Linked DNA regions of Pan troglodytes: regions 1 and 2 are each linked to region 3. Evidence: chromatin contacts called from public Hi-C and HiChIP or PLAC-seq data. All regions are on one chromosome and are shown on one strand. Each heading gives the region's core, a stretch centred on a gene start, on an enhancer-like site or on the middle of the called end of the contact. The rest is flanking DNA. Distances are from core to core; before and after follow the strand shown.

What was found. A called contact is a pair of places that touch in the nucleus more often than the background predicts. HiChIP or PLAC-seq counts read pairs in DNA pulled down with a chosen protein or histone mark.
Region 1: an H3K4me3 HiChIP or PLAC-seq map of stem cell-derived excitatory neurons shows a contact between it and region 3, with 8 times the contacts expected there. The contact joins the promoter of CORO6 here to the promoter of EFCAB5 in region 3. A contact is called at or near these places in 1 of 7 Hi-C or Micro-C datasets (stem cell-derived neural progenitor cells) and 1 of 1 datasets of contacts at active chromatin or transcription factors (stem cell-derived excitatory neurons).
Region 2: a contact with region 3 is called in a Hi-C map of stem cell-derived neural progenitor cells, with 3 times the contacts expected there. The contact joins the promoter of GIT1 here to the promoter of EFCAB5 in region 3. A contact is called at or near these places in 1 of 7 Hi-C or Micro-C datasets (stem cell-derived neural progenitor cells) and 1 of 1 datasets of contacts at active chromatin or transcription factors (stem cell-derived excitatory neurons).

The regions. Positions count from the first base shown.
Region 1 is chr19:37,956,569-37,959,480 of NHGRI_mPanTro3-v2.0_pri, forward strand. It overlaps CORO6 (coronin 6), which reads left to right and starts at 1,583. Exons shown (of 10, transcript XM_054670109.2): 1 at 1,583-1,808.
Region 2 is chr19:37,989,609-37,992,835 of NHGRI_mPanTro3-v2.0_pri, forward strand. GIT1 (GIT ArfGAP 1) reads left to right here and starts at 1,929. Exons shown (of 21, transcript XM_511377.8): 1 at 1,929-2,250. The coding sequence starts at 2,199. It overlaps ANKRD13B (ankyrin repeat domain 13B), which reads right to left and starts at 1,793. Exons shown (of 15, transcript XM_054670102.2): 1 at 1,715-1,793.
Region 3 is chr19:37,650,192-37,653,208 of NHGRI_mPanTro3-v2.0_pri, forward strand. It overlaps EFCAB5 (EF-hand calcium binding domain 5), which reads right to left and starts at 1,765. Exons shown (of 21, transcript XM_016932088.4): 1 at 1,480-1,765. It overlaps SSH2 (slingshot protein phosphatase 2), which reads left to right and starts at 1,205. Exons shown (of 15, transcript XM_016932093.3): 1 at 1,205-1,510. The coding sequence starts at 1,448.

The DNA of each region.
Region 1 (2,912 bases), core at 333-2,832, 310 kb after region 3:
TCTCGTGTCTCAGCCTCCTGAGTAGCTGGGATTACAGGTGTGCATCACCACACCTGGCAAATTTTTGTGTTTTTAGTAGAGATGGGGTTTTGCCATGTTGGCCAGGCTGGTCTCGAACTCCTGACCTCAGGTGATCCACCTGCCTCAGCCTCCCAAAGTGCTGGGATTACAGGCATTAGCCACCCGCGACCAGCCTAGAGGATTGTTAAGAGTATGAAATTAATACATATAAAGCCCTTAGTGCCAGTGCCTAGCACATAAGCATGGGTTATTGTTGTAAAGGAGCAACTGAGTCACTCAGGTATTTTCCTCCTAATCATGTGCCTGGAATCTTTAGGTAAAAGAGAGATGACTCACATACCCTCATACCCTGCCCCAGCACCCCTACGCCAGGAGTTATTTCTGGAGCACTCGTAACAGTTTTTTATTCTGTTCCCCTACAAGCCACTGACTCTTGATTTGATTCTGTCCCTGCAAGCCACCTGGACTCTTCCTGAGAAACAAAGGAGCCTCGTGGGCCCTTCATGGTTTCTACCACCTTCCCTCCCCTTCCTCCCCAGTGCTGGTTCCTGCCCTTCAGAAGGCTGTGTTCCATTCACTCACTCCCGGGTGTGCCCTGGAGGGTGGGAAGTAATAACTGGCCCCAGATGCCCTTATGATCCAAGGGAAGAAATCCAGGCAATGTGCAGACACTGGGTATACTGGAGCTACGGGACTGGCTGGTCTTCACTGGCTGTATTTTGATCAGGTTATCTTTAATCTCCTTGACCTCCGTCAACATTCAGTTCTGTGAATATTGGGGGAGACGGGGGAGGGAAGCTTACCTGGAACACAGTCGGGCGCCAATTCAAACAAGGCCCAGAAAACATTAGGAGTCTGGCCTCTGAGTTGGCTTCTCTGACCCCTAAAATGTGACTAGAGACCTGTGCTAGCCTCTTCTCCCTGCATCTGGGAGGGGAGGGAGTGTCAAGGCGGGTTCACTTTACACTCGGTCCTCCCCTTGTTCTTCCAGCTGCTTCCCGCCCTGCTCCATGGAATCTCATCTAATGGGGTGAAATGCCTAGCACATAGCCAGCATTTTAGGTTTCTCAAATGATCGCTATTGCCATTCATAACAATAACTAACATTCACAACCCTGTGTCGGGTGCCCTCTCACTTGCCCTACATCAGGATCAGCCTGGGTCCTCATTCCCTAGGGCCTCTTTCCCCCAGGGAGGCCTGGAAGTGCAGTCCCGCAGTCCCGGCCGATCGGGACAGCTAAATTGGGAGCGCGGTTGAGGCTGGAATGCGGGCGGAGGCACCTGATCTCGCACGGCTGCCCGCTCTAGGGGCGCACGCCCCCTCGCCCGTTCCCTCTCCAAGCGTCCTGCTCTAGGTCTGCGAACCCGAGCCTCCCCAGCCTACCCGGGAGTCATGGAGGGAGGGAAGCAGCGTGCGCACCTAGCACACAGCTGCACATTTATTTTCGATGGTTCTCCGAGGCCGGCGGAAGCTGGGAGGGGAGTCGGGGTCGCTCGACTTTCCCGCCGCGGGAGGGGGCGGGGCAACTTGGGCTCTGGCCCCGCCCCTATGCTAGGCCCCGCCCTCTTAGGTTGATGGCAGCGGCAGCTGGGGCTGCAGCGGCGCCGGGCCCTAGAGAGCCGCAGGCAGCGGCCAGAGTGCGGAGCTGGACACCCGGGTCCCAGATACTACAGACACCTGGAGAGGTGGCTCCTTCGCCCTGACGCCTTCCTCGGCCCCCTACGCACTCGGGCCCCTTCCGCAGAGGATTCGCAGCGTGAGCGCCCCGCAGCCCGCTCAGGACCAGGTACCCAGCCCCCCACACCCGGCCGTCACCGCAGCCAGCGGAGCGGGCGGGGTCCCTGAGGGGCCGAGGTCTGCGCCTCCTCCCCCCGCGCCGCCAAATTCGGTTTCGGGCGGGGAGGACGTGGTGTCTATATTTGGCCGGACAGCAGCCAGCGCTCCCGGAGGGCGCAGACACCTCGTCTCGCAAGAACGCAGTGTCAGGGCAGCAGGCTGGAGAAGGGTGCAGGGAGGCCGGGCCTCAGGCTCGGGGCCGCAGACGCGCCTTGAAGGGCACACGGATGCTGGGGCTGGGGTGGGGCAGGAGCCACTGGCTGGGGCTTTGGGAGTGCTCGGTGTGTCCTCTGGGGAGACCCTAGCTGGAGAAAAGTCACCTCACCCTCCCCACCCCTGCAAATCTGGCTTGGCCGTGGCGGGGGCAGGGGTGGAGGATGGGGTTGAAGACCCCACCCCTAGAAGAGTTCACTAGGAAGAAGGCCCAACCAGGGCAGAGGACCCAGAGGAGAAACCGGACAAGCCTATGGTAGGCAAAAGCCAGAAGACCATGATCAGGGCTTCCTGGAGAAGCCAGTGCAGAAAGGAGTGGGAGAAGAGGGATCCACCTCACTCTGTGCTGCCACCCGTCCCCCCACAAAGCATGGGATGAAAACAGTAGCAGAAAGGACTCAGATTGGCGGACAGGAGGAACTTCCCCCTTGGCAAATTTTTAGGAAAAGGCAAAACCCCATCTGCCTGAACTATTCCAGACATGCGAGTTCGGTATCCTGTGGTGGCTGCAGTCTTGGCCCCATACCTGGCTTTAAGCCAAGATCCAATGGTCAAGTCTTCTGCTTCTGGACAGGGTGCCTCTGGGAGCTACAACCACGTCCGTGAAGAGATGCTCATCAAGGCTGGCGGTGGTGGGAGCGGGGGGTGCAGGCAGTGTGGCATTGAGGCTCCTCCCAAAAACATTCCAACGTCCAGAAAGCTTTCAGTCCGTTAGGCTCCACAATCCCCTCAGCCTGGGTCTCTGTGGAGAAGTCAGGCCCCAAATCCTAGCCACTTACATTAAACAGCATTTTACACAGCAAAATAACTTTCCCATACTTTGACCACCTTGAAGAAAGCT
Region 2 (3,227 bases), core at 679-3,178, 340 kb after region 3:
AAGTTTGGACGTTGTGTCCGCGCCAGGGCCACTCCCAGGTAGTCTCTGAGCCAACCAGGAGATGGGGAGTGGGGTGGAGGGGTAAGCAGAGTGAATCATCCTTCTTCCCCAGCAAAGCCCAGGAGTCCGAGGACAGGGGGAGTTCAGGATAGATTGTGGGGAGCTGTCGATTCTGGGGAGCTGTCCCCTGGGCGGCCGTGTTCTTTTTTTGCCAGGCGGCGGTAGACACTGAACCCAGGTCGCTTGCGCTTCGGCCCGCGCTCTCAGCTGCCACGTGCTCGAGACGCGCCCACACAGCGGAGAAACAAAGACAGCCAAGCGGCAGGGCTGCCAGCAGCCTCCTCGACATTTAATAAATGAAATTCCATAGCTGGGGGTCGATCGGGGGTGAACGGGCGGCCACCGCTCGTGGACTGAGCGCCTGGCACGGGCTGCCTGGCCACTCCTCCCGTCTCACTCCCCCCGCCCCTTACCCCCTTCCCGCTGGGGCCACCAAGCCCATGGACTCTTTGGTGAGAGAGCAGCTCGGGGCGGCAGGTGGTGCTCCCCCCTACACACCAGCTAGGTATCGTTGCTTGCAAAAGCCCCACCAGCTGAGCGGCTGGCTGTCGAGGGAGGGGAGGCCTGCAAGATTTTTTTAAGGTGCAATTATAAATAAAGCCCATGGATCGCGATTTCAAACAAACTTGTCAATCTGGGCCGCAGCAAAAGGCGATGGAGGCAGCTTTGCATGTATTTCGGGTGGTGTGACTCATGAGCATTACTTGTCTCCCCTAGGGAAGGAGCCTGCCCACCCACAAATCACTGCCGCTCTGGCACCGCTGGGATAATCGACCAACTTGAGCACCCCTGCCAAAAGACTGCCCCCATCTTAACAAGCAGGAGTCTCTGACTCTTGGAGAACCCCTCCTCAATTGTCACCACCGACCTGGCCCCCAGGTCTGGCCCTGGGGACCTCTACCCTCTCCCCACAAGCAGAGTGCCCGGGCCTTTTGCTGCTGCAGGGATTGGGGGTTGGGTACACGCGCGGCACACGCGTATGGGGGCGCATGCTCAGTGCGGGGGCTGCGCTCATGTGTGGCCTCTACCTAGGCTCCCTGCCCCCCAGCCCACCCACGTCCCTCACCTGCCTTGCCTTTGCCTGCCTCGTCGTGTGAAGTCCAGGAAGAAAGGCCGTCACCTGAAACGGCCCCTCTATGTTATATGCACCCTTTCTGGACACACACACCTCTGGTGGCCCAGAAACACCGTGGGTGCGTGTAAGGCGGATGACAAGTGGATGTGAGTGCACACAGGCACAGTGGTCACTCCTCGGGAGGTCTTTAAAAACCGCCCAGATTCTCTCCTCTCTGGATGGAAGGATGCATCTATCTAAAAATAGATATATTTTTAGTCCGGAGGCAGGGGAATACACTGCCTGACCTTTCTGGCACCTGGGCGTCCATATTGTTAGCAGTGGGCGTATTCAGCAAGAGTGTGACACACACACACACACCTGGACACACAGATGTGGACACCTACGGGACAGGGACGCACACCTCACCCCAACCAGAGATAGACTGGTACCCCAAGGCACAGCCCCTTTGACCTGGAGCGGGACTTGGGCCTCCAAGTCCTTCTTCCCTAATCCCCGCCCTCGCCGTCCGTGGGCCCAGCGTCCCCCGGTCCACCCCACGCGGAAAGTGAAGGGGAGGGGGCTGTGAGGGTGACTCACATTGCCTCCGGGCCAGGCGAGCGCTGCAGCGGAGGCCAGGGCCGCAGGCCACGCTGCCCGCCGGGGCCGGGCATCTGCCGCGGCCCCTTTAAGCGCCCCCGCCCCCTCCCGCCCGCGCCCGGGCTTCCTTTCTCTAGGGGGCGCGGCCGGCAGCGCGCGGCGGGGCGGGGGTGCGGCCCCTCCCCCTGTGGGCAGGGCCTGCGCCGCTTCCTGCAGAAGCGGCTGGGAGCCGCGCAGGGGGCGGAGAGAGGAGCCGCGAGAGGCGGCGGGGCGGCGCGGGGCGGAGGGCGCCCGAGGGCGAGCGGGCAGGCGGGCACGGCGGGTTCCGGGCCAGCCCCGGGGCGGACGGTTGGCCGGGCGCGCGGAGCCTCGCCGGGGCCTCGCCGGAGCCGGGCCGGGCAGCAGGGGCCGCCGCCGCCGCCCGGGCCCGCCGCCCGCGCCCCCCACGCTGGCCCAGAGGGCTGCGGCCGCGTCGCCGCTGAGGATGTCCCGAAAGGGGCCGCGAGCGGAGGTGTGTGCGGACTGCAGCGCCCCGGGTAAGCACGGCGGGGCCGGGGGCGGGACCGCACAGCCAGGCCGCCGCCGGGCGGGCGCCGGGGCCTGGCAAGAGCGCTGTGCGGGGCCGGAGGGCTGGGCGGGGCGGGGGGCTGCGGCCTCCAGGCTGGGCCCCCGCCTCGGCCACTGCGGAGCTGCGCCCTTGGCGGGAGGGCCGGCCTGGGGTGCCCATGCTCCCTGGAGGCCGTGGACTAGCGAGGAAGGACGTTCCCGGCGCCGCCTTCCGCCCCTCGGTCTGAGGGAGGCGGGCAGCTGGCTGCTCCTCCACCTCCATCTCTGTATCCGACGGAAGCGCCAGCCTGGGGTGGCAGGAGGGCCGTGGCGGAGGCCGTCAGGGCTTGGGAGGTGGGGGCGAGTGTGGTTTTATGTCATCTCAGTGCCACCCCCGCGTCTTGCACCTGCTGCTCGCGTGGTCGGTACGCCTGCCGGGGTGGTGGAGGGCAAGGAGCAGAGGGCCGGGCAGATGCGCCAGTGGGGCCTGAATACCGTCTCCTCAGGAGCAGATGAGCGGTGGCTACTCCCAGGACTCCCTGCCTCGGGTTCCTAAGGCTAGCGCTCCTTGCCGGGCCTGGCGTTCAGGGCCAGTCTAGACCCGGCTGTCTTCTCAGGAGGCATCCCCAGGCCTGCTGGTGGTGACTGGGAACAGCTCGGCTGGACCCTGCTGTTCCTGTTCACCGGTAAAGCCTGCTTGGGAAAGTGAGTTTGGCATCAAGCTATCCTGGGCGCGGGCCCCTCCCTGTCCCCTAGCCCAGTCTGGCCAGAAATGGGTGGGAGGCCGTGCCGAGATTCCCCGTATCCTGCTGGCTTCCTGGCCTGTCTCCTGGCTGTATTTACATGGTGGTTCCCTTCTTTTTCCTAACAGAGTTAGGACTGGGCTGGAGTGAAACCCCCCAGGCCTGCTGAGGAAGTCAGGGGTAATGATCCAAGAGGCTGCTCCCTTCTGATGAGGGAGGACAGC
Region 3 (3,017 bases), core at 515-3,014:
GAACCTCCCTGCTAATTATTTCAACCACAGGGCCCCAGGGAGAGAACAAAGGCTCAGCACAGAGGACTCTTGTGGCGTTTAACCGTACAGCAGCCAGAAAGAGCTCATGACAGCCCTGTCAGTTTAAAAGAAGCAATGAGATCCAAGAGTGTTTGAGTGACAAACAGGAGGGGGTGGGTTTTAATAACTGCAAACTCCCAAGTGTGTGTGTTTTCTACAGCTTTGATATGTACGGTGGTATTTACCAGCTCATCCACTCAAGCTGAGAAATAGCCTTGTCAACTCTCTTTCTTTGTGTAAATAATCAGTGATATTTGCATTGTGCAATTTTTTTCCTTTTTAATCTTGATTTTCCATTACATTCTTTGCTTATGTTCTGCAGACAATTTACCCCTGAGAAAACCATTCCCTTAAAATATCTTTTAATCTACATTTTTACATAGGTCTATGAAAGAATGACATTTAGAGACGAAGGAGAAGAAAGCTTAACGAGCAAATCCTGTTTAATTAAAAGACTGTCTTCACAGCAGGAGGCAAGTGAGAGGTCAATAGCAGGCTGGACCCTCACAACTGGCTTCCTCGGACTCCCAGGCGCGCTCAGCTTCTCTTCTCCTCAGGAATAATGAATAAGTCTTTAGACAGGCAATAGAGGAAGCATGAGGGTACCACAAACCTTTCCAGGGTATCAAACGGAAAATGGTTTTCTTTCCAGAAGTCTCATCATAAAACATAGACGGAAGGGTGGGAAAGTTAAGAAAAAGCCCCCGAGAGCCGGGGTGAAGGGAGTAAACTGGTCTAGCCCAGTCCTGTCTGTGCCCAGTGAGAGGGTTTGAAACTCCGCGGAGCCCTTTCCCAATAGAAAACGTGTTTGCTTCAGGATTTTCATCTCAGCTGCTTTTTTTTAAGGTTGGTTAAGCTGTGCGCCGCCCCACCTCATAAAATGGTTGTCTCTCAGGAGTGAAGACTCCAGCGGCCCCCCGCCCTGGGACCCCTCACCGGGCTGGCTCCCTTCGGCCCCTTCCCCCACCCCACTCCACAGCACCCAGTGCTGGCAAACCGCGCGATTCCAGCACGAAGGAGGAAACCCAGGAGGGTGCGGCGGCCCGAGGCGCACGCACTCGGCCAGCTTCCGGCAACTCAAGGGTTACGACCAGGCGGCGGCGCGCGCCGAGGGGAGAGGCGGTAGCTGACAGGTGGCGCCTGCGCACTGGGAGCGCTCATTGTGCCCCGCAGCTGCCGAACCGCCCGCCCGCCGCCCGTTCGGCGCGTCAGTCGGCGACAGTCTGGTGGTGGGTGCGGAGTCTGCGGCCGTTCCCGCGGCCTCCTCCTCCTCCCCGTTCCCTTCACCCCCACCCCGCACCCCTTTCCCCATCCCGGCTCCGTCACCCTCCCGCCCCCCACACTCAGGACAAGAATGCCCTGCCCGGAACAACCCAGCAGCGCCTAGATGGCTTTGGTCACGGTCCAGCGGTCACCTACCCCCAGCACCACCTCCAGCCCCTGCGCCTCGGTGAGTCCTTCCTGGCGGCCGCTCCGCTTGCTTCTGTCACTGCGGCTCCGCTTTGCCTCAGCGGGTCCCGCCGAACGCCACTGCGCACGCGCCGCGCCGCTTCCCAGGCCTTGGCACTCGGCTGCCGCGAACCCCCCCACACCCCCATCTTAAAGACTAGCAGCAGGAACTACAAGACGTTGATTTTTGCACCCATCACCCTGAGCACCTAGCTCCTCACAATCCTCGCCCTGAAATCCCCTGTGGCATGCCTCCTTATGGCTTGAGCACTTCCTTTTGGTAATGAGTCATTCTTGCTTTTCACCCTCCCCCTTCTTTTACCCTCTGTTGCTCTGCTGCAGGGAGGGGACCGTGAGCCTCCTGCGTTGCCCCTTACCCACACCCACATCTCTTACCCACACCATTTCATAGACCTGTTCAGTATTTGCACACTGCACACCCTTCTTCGGACTCGCCAGGGTGTGTGCCTTCCCCTAGTCACTTGCTGGCTTTCTTTTGCTCTGTACTGTTCAGGCTTTGAACTGCCCAACCGTAGTTATTCCTTGGTTTCTCCCGCCTGCCCCCCACCCCAAAGGGTAGCAATGATCTCTGTTTCCTGGACCTCTTACCTTTCCTTTATGAGGTCCCGAAGCATCTGGTGCTGCTTGGTGATCAGTGTCAAATTATTTCCGTCTTACAGATATTTATGCCTTACACTCATTGCTCGTGATCATTCTTGTTCTAAGGTCGTGTTTGTATGGCTCGTTACCTCAGATGCCTATGCCAATAAAGCATGCTCTCAGAAGGAAAATACCCAGTAACCAGCCTTTCCCCGCTGGGCCCGTCTTTGCCTTCTCTCCTCGCCCTACCCCCATTCGTTTACACTCCATTCTCTTAGGCTCCATTTTTGAAAATATTTATTTTTAAAAACAATATATTGCACCAGTGGGGCAAATGGGCTTTAAAAAACCAACATCCAGATGTTTTAGAGAGAAATAAACTGAGTGAAAATGCGAGCAACTGGGAAAACCACCTTGAACTTCCTACAGAACTGTAATTTTTAAAACGGTGTTGGTGGATTTGGTAGTATCAGGTTGCAAAAAAAGGTATTTAATAAACACTATACCACTTTCCACTGTAAAAAAATCAATCAGGTTACCCTTAATATTTGTATGTTAACTGAGGTGTGAGCTTTGATATCCTGAAATTTGCTGGCTTGTCATTTCAGTATAATTTCCTGAATTTCAAAGTTTTGTTGTGTATGGTTGTGGTTTCTTCTTTTCTGAGCTTTAATTGCATTTTGTGTGATGAAATTGACAACTATATCTTAATAAGTGATTTTATTTCAAAGGTTATATATCTTGTGTTGTTTCAGAGAGCAGAACTGGGATTCTTGGTTCAGGGAGGCAGATTTCCAGTGATTGTAAGGAAGAATTTGTAACAGGAGTGCACTGCCTTGCAAAATAGTGAGTGCACATTGCTGGAAATATTCAAGCAAAGGCTGGAGAACATTTTGCCTGGGAGGTGG